Linked DNA regions of Mus musculus: region 1 is linked to region 2. A link is a contact called in public promoter capture Hi-C data. All regions are on one chromosome and are shown on one strand. The core of a region is the stretch at or near the end of the contact, and the rest is flanking DNA. Distances in the headings are between cores, read along the strand shown. Region 1 holds the start of Dhfr (dihydrofolate reductase). Region 2 holds the start of A830009L08Rik (RIKEN cDNA A830009L08 gene).

Region 1 (6,439 bases), core at 2,688-5,187, 970 kb before region 2:
GAAAAATGGTTTAAAGGAACCTGCAGAACTGTTTCCATATTTTTTTCTAATTCTTAAGGTGATAAAATCAAGCACTTAAAGGAACAGAATTAAGTTGCCCCATAGTGTAAGTGGCCACTCAGTTTCTATTGTTGTAGTAGGTAGTGTGGTTCAGTGGCTTAAGCAGATGATAGCGTCTAAGTCTCTTAAGTATGTTGGGTAAGTTCTGACAGTACCAACTGGTTTGGACAGTGAGTGAGTCATTTATAAGGCACTGGGAGGATAACACTGTAAAGTATCTGTTGTGCAAGTATGAGGACCCAAGTTTGATCCCCAGCACCTGGTTCAAAAACGATGACTGGCTTGGTGTTATGCACCCATAATTCTCTCTGTGGATCAGCAGAGACAGGATTCCTGGATCTTACTTACTGGTCAGTTAACCCAGACTAATAGGTGAATACAGACCCCAGCGAGAGACCCCATCTCAACAAAACAAGGTGGACAGACCCTCAGGAAGGACACAGAAGAGCAACATTCAGGTTTGTTTGCATGGATACATGCATGCGTACCTGCCTACATACTCGTGCACGCACACACACACGCACACACACACACAGGTGTTCATTCTGCCTTATCCTGTTATGTACTGATTTGTGCCCTGGGAAACAGATCACTTTTCTTGTAATGAGCTCATGTTATAACACTTACTTGAGTTCTCTACTGAGAACTATATTAATTCTGTCCTTTAAAGGTCGATTCTTCTCAGGAATGGAGAACCAGGTTTTCCTACCCATAATCACCAGATTCTGTTTACCTATAATACCAAGCAGAAAAGATTATCAGAAAATACACATATATTGTCAGTGACATACATAGGCAAGACGATTGTCATAGTGACATCTAGTGGGCATCCTTTAGAAAAATTAAGACAAACAGCTTTACCTAAAATTCAGATTTAGTTCTCATTAACTAAATATAGTTCAATTTTTCAGTTTGGCTCATGCAGTTCATATCTTTTACTTAGGTTTTAATCCATTGCAACCATGCATAATTTCAGTCCACAGGGCTCAGGTTGACTGGATTTTGTAATTCACTTGATATCCTTACATGCTTTATTAGTGTCTAAAGTGGAGAACAGGTTCTAATCCTGGAATTCTTGAGATTGAATGTGTTCACCATCTTAAACTACTTGTCTCTGATTCATCTATCCCAGAGAAATAATACCTATCTCTATGTATATTTAAGATCATCTCTACCTATCTATATTCAGAGGTCAGGGACCTTTGCAGAAGACAGGGGCAGAAAACATGTAAGAGTTGGTAGAAGGGGAAGAGAGCTGTGAAAGGCTGACTTTCGGCCACGACAGGGCTCACATATGTATGCATCAGTTCTCATCTGGCTCCTGCACAAGATCAAGCCAGGCAAAATTCAAGTATGGAGGAGGGTTCCTGAGGCCCCTCCAGTAGGTATTGGTGTTGATGGCTGCTGGGAGATGGAGAGCCCATCTTCTGGTCTGGACTGATTGTAGATTGCTCACATCCTAGTCAATGGCCACACACAGGGTTATTAATAACAAGTAGAACATGACTTAGGGAAGGAGAAGGGGACTCAGGGGGAGTGAGAAGGTAAATGGATACAACCAACATAAACTGGGTAAAAATATAAAGCTTTTATATTTTTGTGTAACCCATATGCACAGGCCAGGCAGTGTGACTGGGTGTCTTTATCTATCTTCTTGAGACAAGTTTTCTCACTGAACCTGGAGCCCACAAATTGGCTACAGAGCAAGCCCCAGAGATCTTTCTGTCTGTGCCTCCCTAATGCTGGTATTACAAATGTGCCACTGTGTCCAGCTTTTTATTCGGGTAGTAGGATTTGAACTCAGAGTAGACTGTGTTAAGATGGCATCTGCAGCTCTTCTTTGGCACTGCCTACAAGGTGGCTGCCATCTGTTTTGCTGCATCATGGCTGTTCGCCGGCCTCTGGTGAAGCCCAAGATCATCAAAAAGAGGACCAAGAAGTTCATCAGACACCAGTCAGACTGATACGTGAAAATTAAGGGAAACTGGAAACCCAGAGGCACTGACAGCGGGGTACAGAGAAGATTCAAGGGCCAGATCCTGATGACCAACATTGGTTACAGGAACAACAAGAAAGCCAAGCACATGCTGCCTAGCGGCTCTAGAACTTTCTGGTCCACAATGGCAAGGAGCTGGAGGTGCAGCTGATGTGTAACAAATCTTGCTGTGCTGAGATTGCTCACAGTGTGCCCTCTAAGAACTGAGGAGTCATCGTAGAAAGAGCAGCACAGCTGGCCATCAGACTCATTAATCCCAACGCCAGGCTACTCAGTAGAGAACATGAATAGGTGGCTTGTGTGCATGTTTTGTGCCACGCCCCCAAGATGGCATTTGTCAACCTGTCTACACAGTGACCTACTATGTTCTCTACTAATGTTCAACATCTACACTGCTGACTTCTTTTTCCCATCAGCTCTGCCCTCCTCTCCTACAATGATAAGCAATAAGCAAACATGTCTGTTAGGAAGAATTACAGCGAATGTCCTTACAATCACAAGTAATGGGAAACTGCCTTATAATTATTGCACACCACTCCCCATTCTTTTAAAGTCAGTCACCCAGACTGCCTCACTGAAGACCACAGCCTTCATCCCACCGTGTCTTCCTAAAGCCAACAGATTTAAATTATTTTTAGCCTCTTCTCCCCTGCATTTTTCTCCATTTACTCAAGTCTTCTGTCTTTCAGTAACAATTCTAAATACCGGCTCAGGTCTCTATTCAAAGTGCTAAATTTTGCTGCCGATTCTGCCCAGTTATATTCGAGCTATATGCACTTGCTAACAAAATTTCAAACATAGAGTATTCTAAGAGGATGTTTAATAAAATCTGGGAATCGCACAAAAATTTCTAGCAAGAAACAGAGATCCCAGATTCCCAGGGGAGACTTTCTACTCATACCTCTACCATGTAAATCTTGCTTCAAGCAAACATAATTCTCATGACTTAATTACTCTACATTACCTTCCACTGAAGAGGTTGTGGTCATTCTTTGGAAGTACTTGAACTCGTTCCTGAAAGTTAGAGAAACAGTTAACCCGTCATGTATGCTCAGGCTCCATTCAGCGACGAAAGGTGCAAGTCCGGTGTGGGTGTGGGGGGTGGTGTTGCTGCCCGCTCAAGGACAGGACTTTGCTCCCGGCCAGGGAGCCTGTGAGCAAAGGCTGGCACAGCAGGGGGATCACCGCGGGAACCGGTAGCTTGGTCTCTGGCTGAGGCCGGTAGGCCTACCGCTCACGCCCGTCCCGCGCGTCCAAGCCAAGTGCATGACCCTACTCAGTGAACCGCCTCAGTTTCCCGAGCCCAGCCCGGCCAATACCTGAGCGGAGGCCAGGGTAGGTCTCCGTTCTTGCCAATCCCCATATTTTGGGACACGGCGACGATGCAGTTCAATGGTCGAACCATGATGGCAGCGGGGATAAAATCCTACCAGCCTTCACGCTAGGATTGCCGTCAAGTTTGGCGCGAAATCGCAGCCCTGAGCTGTGTACCACTTGCGCAGCTTAGGCCCCGCCCCCACCAAGGCCCGCCGCGCATCCTATTTGTGCAGCTAAGGCTCCGCCCCTACCAAGGCCCGCCGCGCATCCTATTTGTGCAGCTAAGGCCCCGCCCCCACCAAGGCCCGCCGCGCATTCTATTTGTGTAGCTAAGGCTCCGCCCCCAAGGCCGGTCCCGCACAGGTTGAGGCGTGCGCGCGCGCAGGCGCGAGAAAGTGCGGCCGCGCGCTCGCGCTCCTAGCAGGCCGGCTCTTCTGCACACTGCAATGCCCCGCGGGAAATCCGCGTCGGGAGGCTCTACTGCCGCCGGCCCAGGCCCGGGGAGGCAAACGGTTCTAAGCCGGTTCTTCAGGTCTGCGGGAAGCCTAAGATCCAGCGCGTCCTCCACGGAGCCAGCAGAGAAGGTAAAGTACGGCTCCGCGGCGCCCCTAGCGTCCACCTAGGCGAAGGCCGTCCCGGGCGGGTTCTGTCTGGGACGGGGCGGAGCTAGAGGGCGGGGTGGGGCCGGACCGCTAGGGGCGGGGTCAGGGTGGGGCGGGTGCGTAGCCGTCGTGGCCGGAAGCGGAGGCCTTATGGAGAGCTTATTAATGGTGGGTAGGGCTAAGGGGCGGGGCCAGGGAAGGCTTAAGGTGGCGGCTTCTTCTGGTCCTTGTTTTAGTTGACTTTTTTACCCGACCAGCGGTAATAGATTTGAGGTCTTGGTGCTTCCAGTCGGTAGCCGGAACCCGAGCCAGAAACTTCTATCGTGGTGAATGGCGAGGACTGGCCGGCCGGCCCAGGATGCGTTTTTTAACCTCTGTTCTTCATTCTTTCCTTTACATTTTCCCTACTGTATTGATGGTTGAAGAGGAGCTTTATTTACATATGCTTGCTTGGCTGACTAGAAGAAAGCTGTCATTAAGGCTAGTTTCTCAGAATTCAAAACCATGTGCTCTGTCTTTCTGATCCCCGTGCCAGAATATCGTTTTACTGTACAGATTTCCAGTGTAAGCATTTAGATGGATGAAGTTTCTGTACATGCTTATAGTTGGCTACTTCCTGTTGCTTGCAGCCCATCAGATAGTTCAAAGCAAAGCAAAGAGAAACAAAACCAAAACCCCATCGTGATACTGCCACAAACACAGGCCCAAGGATGTTTCCCACACTAGCTGGCAATGTGTCACACTTGTTCAGGGTGAGTTAAGGCCTCGGTCATTTCCCAGACTGAAGATGTAGAAGGTGATTGTAACGGGCATCTCCTGTATTTTACTGCAGTTGCAAATCAGTTTAAGAATCTTAACCCATTTCATTTATATTTCTTTCCAATACTGACTAATGCTCTACTCTCTCTTTTTAAGGCTTTTTTTTTATTTCTGTACATTCACTAAGATTCATTTTGCACTCACCACTGAGAGGATATTAGGCAAAAGTTTTAAGTTTTTCATAGATTATCTGCCAACAGATAGTCTCAGGACATCTTTTAATAGTGAATGGAAGCTTTGAAACAGGAAATACATTGGTCGTTTATTACTCCTCTTCCTTCTATAATTTTGCATTTTGAAAATAGATTTTTTAAAATTGATCTTGTAGAAGTATTTTATTTAACATATGAGTAGGAAAGTAGAGAATTCCACATAATTTTAGTAGAATGTGAGGTAATGAGAGACTGTTCCTGCCAGTTTCTGTCTCTGATGGCAAAAACAGTCACCCCCAACAGCCTTTTCAGAGTAAAAAGTAGAGTGGCAGGCAGGAACTTACTATCATTCTGCAGCAAGGTTAAATAACTCCAGAGACTTCAAGCTTTAGAATAGTGTTAATACACCATTTCCAACCTTCCCGATACAGGTGACAGAAGGTGACAGCAGGAAGAGGTCACTGGGAAATGGTGGGCCCACTAAGAAAAAAGCAAGGAAAGTTCCAGAGAAGGAGGAAGAAAACATCTCAGTAGCAGCTCACCACCCTGGTGAGTGCCAGAGACTAAGTATTCTCAGCTGCTGGCTTCCCCAGAAGGCAGAGGGGATCATGGGAGTGCTGAGCTTTGTTTTCCTGTGTAGGGAAGGAGCCCTGCTGCTCCTCAGCTGCTGGTTGAGAGGCTAGGCCCACAGAGGAGCTCAGTTCTCTTAGTAGTTCTTCCAACTTTCTCTTTTGTTCACTATTGCTGTATTTTTTAAAAAGTGTGTATGTGTGTTTTGCGAGTGTGTGTGTGTGTGTGTGTTGTGAGTGTAGATGCCTGCATAGGCACGAGGCATGTAATCCTCTGAGAGCTGGAGTCACAGGTGGTTATCAGCCATCTGATGTGGTTGCTGGCAATTCAGGTTCTCTGATGGAAGGGTGGTATGTGCACTAACCACTGGACAATCTCTCCTGCCATGTTATGTTTTAAATCTTGGTTATAAAGATGAAACATTTGCTAATGATCTATTTATCACATTTATTTGTGTGTGTCATAGTACATAGGTAAAAGAGGTCAGAGGACAATTTGCATGAGTTATTTCTCTCCTTACGTTGTGTGAGTTCTGGCTTTGAACTCAGCTTCTAAGACTTGTTGGTAAGCACTCTTACCTAGGAAGCTCTCTTCCAGTCCCCAATGAGCCTTTGCTGCTGTTGTTGTTGGAGACAGGGTTTCTCTATATAGCCCTGGCTATTCTGTAGACCAGGCTGGCCTCGAACTCAGAAATCCACCTGCCTTTGCCTCTTAAGTGCTGGGAGTAAAGGTGTGCGCCACCTTTCCCTGCCCCAGCGAGCCTTCTTATTATCTATCTTAACTCTTTCATGTTTGACTTCAAGAGCTGTACTGGTGAACAGAGCCTCTTCATGACCTATACCTCTAACCCTGCTCATGACCATCTTGTCTCCTGCATCTACCATTTTGACTTTTTCATCCCTTTTATTTCTGCATCCAGTCAG
Region 2 (7,010 bases), core at 2,706-5,205:
AACACTCTCAAAGACACAGCCAGAAACTGTGTTTAATGGAGAACGACCTATGGTACCATCTAACTGACTGCTACACTTGTTGTAGTAGTAGAGTGCTATGAGTTAATCTAATGTGAGAAACCTATAGCATAGTCTCACCTGCTCCCCCTTTGCCCTTCCAGTTCTACCCAATGTTTGTTTGAGTGGTCCAGGTAACAATGGAAGGATAGCAACCTGCAAAAGGCCAGCTGAAAGGCAGGTAGTGATGCTTGACCAACGGTCTTCATTTAAATATGCTTCAGAGAAACCATCTAAACAGAGGCTGTTGGAAAAATGTGAGAAAGTGGCTTACAGGACCCTCCCTCCCTCCCTCTCTGTCTGTCTGTCTGTCTGTCTGTCAGTCTCTTCCCCATTCCTTCTTTTCCTCCCTCCTGTCCTTTCTTAGCTTCACGTGGCAGTTTTGATAGGCTTCATCCCTACTTTCTGATTTTAGCGTGTTTGGGATAAGGGCTAATAACTTCACTTCTAACAAATCTGCAGGTGCTGCTCACAATGCTGGTCTAGGGATCACAAAGTAAGAGTTCTTGTTATAAAGGCAAGAGAGGCTCCAATGATGCTTTGTGATGTCTTTGAGCTATTTTAAGCTTCTGGGGCCCATGGTGATGAAGGCTGCCGTAAGGAAGTGACTAAATGGCCTAAGGCAAAGGATTCTAACTCTAATGTCCTGCGATCATCCAAAGGGTCTGGGAGGAAGCAAGCATCGTGGAAGAGAGCTGCTTCTCCTAGGACCCTGGAACAGGAGACACCCAGAGCCCCACGACTGATTTACTTCTTTGTAAATGACAGAGTCGTACAACTTCACCTTCTGTCATGCATGCAGCTTTTATTTTATTGTCTGCTTGAAATAGTATTGCTTTACTTTAGGGAATCACCCTCCCCACCCCAGATGAGGTTAGGATCTTCGAGTGTGCTCCTGGGCCTCGGGGATATGGAAGTGACCTTATTCCCCTGACAGATACCCCTTTGGCACATGACCAGAGTCTAGCCAATCAGAGTTCTACTTTGGGAAATTCTAACTTTTATTAGTTGGAGAGGAGGGGGGAGTCTACTACCTTGTTTCTGGCTACAAAGTGGTCAGAATGTTTAAGAGCTGCCTGCTGTCAGCCACGTCTTCCTCCCACCCAGGAAAGAACATGTGAGAGGGAGAAGACTAAAGACAAAGGGTGGCAGGATGGAAACAGTGCGAGCAAGAAGGCCCTGCTACCTGTGAGCGAGACTTAAAACTATTTCGGTTGTGCGAGGATCTCTTCAGTTCTGTGGCCTCTGTCAGTCTCTTTCTATGCCACCTCCTCTCCCACCACCATGCACAACCCCACCCAAGCTCCTTTTTTTCCTCAAGATTTTAGTTGGATTTCTGTCACTAGCAAAGAAAGGACTCCTAAGCACTATCCCATTATGGTCAAACACACCAAGGATAGGGGAGGGAACAGGGAAAGATATGCCACCATGGGAAGCTGTGTTTATTGAATGACCCTGTAAGCACTGTCAAGCTTTTGGTGCTGCACAAGCTCATGGTCACACTAAGGTCACTCAAAGATAAAGTACAGAGATGCATAGGATGAAAGCTGCTAACCAAAACCAAACAAAATGAGCCCTAAGCCGATCTTCCCAGGAAATCCTCAGGCCTCCTTCTCATGGGCTCCATACCCTACATCCTGGAGTATAACTCAGTCTCCACTCACTTCTGCCCAACCAATGCTTTCCAAATGCTCTTGTCTGCTGGGCAGAGGTGGTAGATGCCTTTAATCACACCACTTGAGAGGCAGAGGCAGGAGGATTTCTGAGTTGAAGCCAGCTTGGTCTACAGTGTGAGTTCCAGGACAGCCAGGGCTACACAGAGAAACCCTGTCTGAAAACAAACAAACAAACAAACAAACAAAACAACAGCAGCATCAACAACAACAATAACAACAAATGCTCTTGTCCAAACCCCAGAATTCTAAGAATAATGTGTTCCCTGCTGTTCAGAGCCCTCTGTTTCTGACCACTGAGGGCTGCCAGCTAACCTCTTTGGATGAGGCTCTATGGTCAGTTCTATTGGGGATTCCCCCCAAAACAGCAGCAAAAACCCTGAGGTCAGGATGGAGACACTTCGTTGTATATTGCAGCTGTGTGTCCCTAAACAACAGGAACCATGTCATTGGATGAATTATCAAACAACGGAATGAAGCTATATCTACCCGGAGAAGCAAAGTGCACCAGAATGCACTGGGTAGGAGAAGATATGGGGACTTGAGCTGTTCTGGACCACAGCCAGTTCTAGGAAAAGTGGTACCACCTAGTTGGGTTGTTTTTAGCTCAGAAGCGGTGCTGGTCACAGCCATCTATGGCTAGGGCTTCCCTGTGACCTGCCCAAGTTCTGTGGAAGGGTTTCCACCTGTTCCACATTGTCCAGTATTAGGAGTCCCCATGGATCTAAAGTAAGTCTTAGCAAGTGACCTTGGGCAGATCTCTGGTTCTGAAGTTCTTGCTTCTCCAGTGAGCAAGTGACACAGTGCCCACAGAGGGAGCACTTAGGGGAGCCACAGAAAAAGTCCTCAGCCCTCAGCTGGAGCTAGGTGCCCTTACTGAGTGCCACCACTATTCCTCCTTCTTTGATGAAGATGAGTCCAGGGGCACTTCTGTGAAGGTCATTAACCTTTCCGTCTGTCTGTTGATGTAAGTCAGCCTTTTCTAACAAGTATCCTTCCCACAAATGAAATAAAAATCTACATTAATTTCAGTTCTAAAGTGATATGTTCAGCATAGACGTGATTTTGTACAAAGAAAGGACAGAGAGAGAGGAGGGGGAGGGAGAGGGAGAGAGAAGGAAGGTTGGAAGAAATCTTGCTTGTAAACACTATATTCCACTTGAAAATTTAATACTTCATTACAGAAGAGATACTTAATGTTAACCAAGGCATCAGTAAAACAATAAAACCACCAAGCAAAAGATTCCTAAAAGACTTTTAATTCTCTGATAGAGATAACTGGGTATAATTGCTTTATATAAAAACATGTATTTGGTCCAACATGCCCCTAGTATTATCAAAAGTTTACTTTTAAAAAGATAGAGAAAGGTTGGGAGGCTATGGTTTAAATATATTCTACAATTTTAAAATTTAATTTTACACACTGCCATGCTGTTCCATTACATATGCAGGAAAGGGAAGAAAAATGTTTTTCAGAGTTGAAAAAAAATTAATCCACATTTCTTGGCATCGACAGATAATGTTATATTTAAAATATACATATATAATGTGAGACCCATTATCTAATAAAAGTCACGAAATCTAGCATGTTCATTTTGTGTCTTATAATAATTGGAAGTTGATCAAAGAAAACTACTTCCATTTTTATGACATTGTTGCTATTTTTGTGGACAAAAATTTTAAATGTATGATAAAAATCCAATATACAATAATTGAAACATACAGTCCAACCTCACAGAGCTTTGATAAATCTGTTCATTCCTGGCCATTTTCAGTGTTGCTATAGTGAACAGTGTTGACAAGTGGCTGAAAAAAGCTTATAAATGGAATTCAGATCATAGATAAAACCGAACAGAAACTATCTTGTAGCATTTCTGCATGTTGGGAGGCCTGGTTTGTGCCACAGATGGCCATCTCCCAATAATACATAAAACACTTCTTTCTGGAGCCCAGCACACATTGTTGAATGCACAGGTCATTTGAACAGAACAATAATTCAATTCTCTTAATAATGATCTCACGAGGAGCCAACACAGACACAGGGTGATGCTGTTAGAAGAAAAGAATTGTACCCGAGTTTGAAAAATTAAATTCTTAAAAAGCCACCATGCTCTCTTGTCAAAATAGCACCTAAATGTATGCAGTGTTTAGAGATGAGGCAAGCTCGCTGAGTTTATTTTAGTCGCTTGAATTATACTGCTGTGTGTCTGCGCCATGCTTCTTCAGTCTTCGAGCTGGAAGCTTTCCGGGGAGGGTCAGTAATGGCCACTGAGCCCTCTGTTGGCTTATTGGCTGAGCTCACTGATGAGGAAACCTTGAGTTCGTCACTTTCTCTTCTCTAATTGCTGAAGTGGCCGTCACTGAAGATGACAGAGCGTTTCTGAAGGACACATGGGAATCATTAACCAGCCCAATAAAATGATCTATTTATGTAAGTAACAGTTATTATAACCTCACCCCCCCATGGCCATATTTCTCTAGAACTTTTGTTTTTTTTAATTTTTAAGGCTACTTTTGTTCAAGCTTGTAAGACTTAGGATCCTGGAGTCCCTATGTTAGCACTGATGAATGAACTCAGCCAGGAAAAAGCAGACCTAGAGGACCTCCAGCATCTGCATGATTCTCACTTCTGACACATGTGGAATGCAGCTCCCCCCCCCCTCCCGTCCTACTCCCCTCCCTCCCTCTCTCTGTATCCCTCTCTCTCCTCCTTTGTCTTTCTTCCATTTCTCCCCTCTCCCAATTTTCTATCCTTCTTTCCCTTCCTCTACTTTCCCCATCGTTTGTTTTTTGACAGGTAGGTTATAGAGCCCAGGCTGGCCTCAAACTCAGAAGCTTCCTGCCTCAGCACCTCAGATTATATGAAGCCATGCTGCTATGTCCGGGTCAGGATGATCAGCTTTCTATATCTAGCACTAAGTCTAATGCTACTGAAATGATGCGCCTTATTGTTACAGATTTAGCTGTTGCTATCGTGTTGCCTTTGTTAGCTTCATTTGCTAATGAATCAAGGTCTTTAAATATGCCGAGTGTTGGACTGAAAGATCTTTAGTTTTTAGGATCTCATTCTAAACTTGAACTGAGGAGTCATCTAAAACAAATGGACGTGCAAAAAGCAAATAGAGCGAAATGACAAGAACAAAATGGAAAAACAAACAAAACCCAGGAATAATATTGATATAAAACTATTCAAATTATTAACTTAATATTATATGGCTTATATAAAGTCTTACAATGACTGTTTTATAATTGAATAGGTTAATTAAAAGTTTTCCATCCACCTGCCCTTGTAGGCTTGAAAAAATTGAAATCTTTCCTATAAAATAGTACTTTTATGCCTGGGAAGCCCATTGCCCTGTAGGACCAGCCTCTGCCCTGCCATGTCAGCTTCTATGATGGTGCTTTTACCTTCTCAGAAAAGTAGAAAGAAGAGTACTCATTCAATTTGTCCGTGAAACAATGGTCAGGGCAGGGTGTTGGGGGGGGGGAGATGTACAGTGATGCTGGAAGGAAGAGGGGGAACACTGCCTTCCACCTGCCTGGCAAACCACACAGCTTTAAGGCCCTCCCCTCATCTCACTGACACCTCTCCCAGAAAGCATAACCCTGCCTCTAAAAAGACATTGCCTAAAGGAGAGAGCACAAAAGAGCTAAGAGTCGTGTCTCCATTTTACAGATGAGGCCTAGGAACACTAAGTAACTTTCCAAAGAGCAGGTAGCTACTTTCCTGGCAGAGCTGGGACCTGAGCCCAGCCCCAGCTGGACTCCAGCATGTCTGTGGTTCTATAGCTCACATTAGAAGCACTTGGAGAGCTATTAAACAGATGATATCTGGGCTCAGTACTAGAAATCTAATGTAGTTCGTCAGGGGGCCCACGATATCAAGACTTTCCAAGTTTCTCCAGGTGATGTTGACAGCAGCCAGGCTCACCAGCTATGTTCCTCTGTCTCTCACTACAGCACACTCTCATGATCTCTGGGCCTTCTCTTGTCTCCCCATCACTCAGACTATCCCACCTTGGCCTTGAACTTTGCCCCAGTCCCAGTTTTCTTTCTACATAAAAATAGCCCTTGTGGTGGGTTTCAAATGGGTCCACAGCTTCTGGGACATGGTAAGAATGCAGCTGAAGCCTGTTGACATTTGTGAATTCACTTACAATGGGACAGAGCTAAGTACATTTTACTTGGGTTTATAATGTGTATAGGTGTGTTTTTTTGGTTTTTTTTTTTTTAAACAAAAACCCTCTAGGAGAAACAAGCCAAACAATATAGAGCCAAGGACAGAAAGAAGAACAGGACTAAGAGAAGGGGAAAAAGGCCAAAACATTTTGCCCCTGTTCCGTTGCTGACCGTGCTGCTTGGATATGTTGGGTATGTCTCACTGAGAATGTATCTATGCATCATGTGAGAAGTAAGCTTATTCTTCCTACAGGAAATTAAGGAAGTTTTTGGTTTTGGGTTTTTTTTTTTTTTTGGCTGTTGTTGTTTGGTTTTATTTTTAAGATATATAACCATACTGGGCAGGGTTTGTTAGAAGCTCACTACTAGAAATATAGTCCTGAAGCTTATTACAGATACAGTAGTGTTTGTAGCCCGTCCTGGGGACCTTAACAGCATGTAGACATGGAATTATAGACACCACAGTGTTGAAGAATTAAAGAGCAGTATGCCTTGGAGCCTGCCCCCCACACGTGTTTAATTCTTGGCTCTAACATCCACTACTTTGGCAAGACGTGCTATGGTTCTGAGCCTGTTCTCTCATCCGTACAGAACAGCATTCAAGAATTAAAGAAGCTAAATGGGAGTCTTCCTGGAGTGAAAATGACAGAGAGGTGGCATCCATAAGTAGTAGCTATTGTCCTGTAGGAAAAATCTGTCCCTTGCTCAAAACACATACATGTTGGGATCATTAAGTATAAATAAAAGCTGGCTTCATGGATAATATAATTCTGTCAATTAACCTTTCAAAGGAGTACAAAATACTAATGACACAACATGGACTTCTGTCGGTGCCGAGGAAGAAGCCCAGGACAATGTTCATGTTAAACATGCACTGACCACTGAGCCTTACCCCCAGCTCGAAGCAAACTTTCAAGATGTGAACTGTATGAATTTGCAAAGATTCCAATGGCCAGATATTTGTTTCCTATTTAAAGTAAGAGGACCTGGTGGTGCAGACCTTTAATCCCACGACTCAGGAGGCAGAGGCTGGCACATCTCTGTGAGTTAGAGGCCAGCTTGATACATAGAGTGAGTTCCAGGCCAGCCGAGATTACAGGG

Evidence for each region. Promoter capture Hi-C pulls out the DNA fragments that hold promoters and counts their contacts.
Region 1: a contact with region 2 is called in a promoter capture Hi-C map of hippocampal neurons, with 2.6 times the contacts expected there. The contact joins the promoter of Dhfr here to the promoter of A830009L08Rik in region 2. A contact is called at or near these places in 1 of 39 promoter capture datasets (hippocampal neurons) and 1 of 115 datasets of contacts at active chromatin or transcription factors (pancreatic cancer cells).

What each region holds. Positions count from the first base shown.
Region 1 is chr13:92,352,281-92,358,719 of GRCm38.p6, reverse strand. It overlaps Dhfr (dihydrofolate reductase), which reads right to left and starts at 3,937. Exons shown (of 6, transcript NM_010049.3): 1 at 3,376-3,937; 2 at 3,021-3,070; 3 at 688-793. The coding sequence starts at 3,461. Msh3 (mutS homolog 3) reads left to right here and starts at 3,717. Exons shown (of 24, transcript NM_010829.2): 1 at 3,717-3,957; 2 at 5,378-5,495. The coding sequence starts at 3,820. It also overlaps the pseudogene Gm19308.
Region 2 is chr13:91,385,030-91,392,039 of GRCm38.p6, reverse strand. A830009L08Rik (RIKEN cDNA A830009L08 gene) reads left to right here and starts at 3,955. Exons shown (of 3, transcript NR_045161.1): 1 at 3,955-4,161.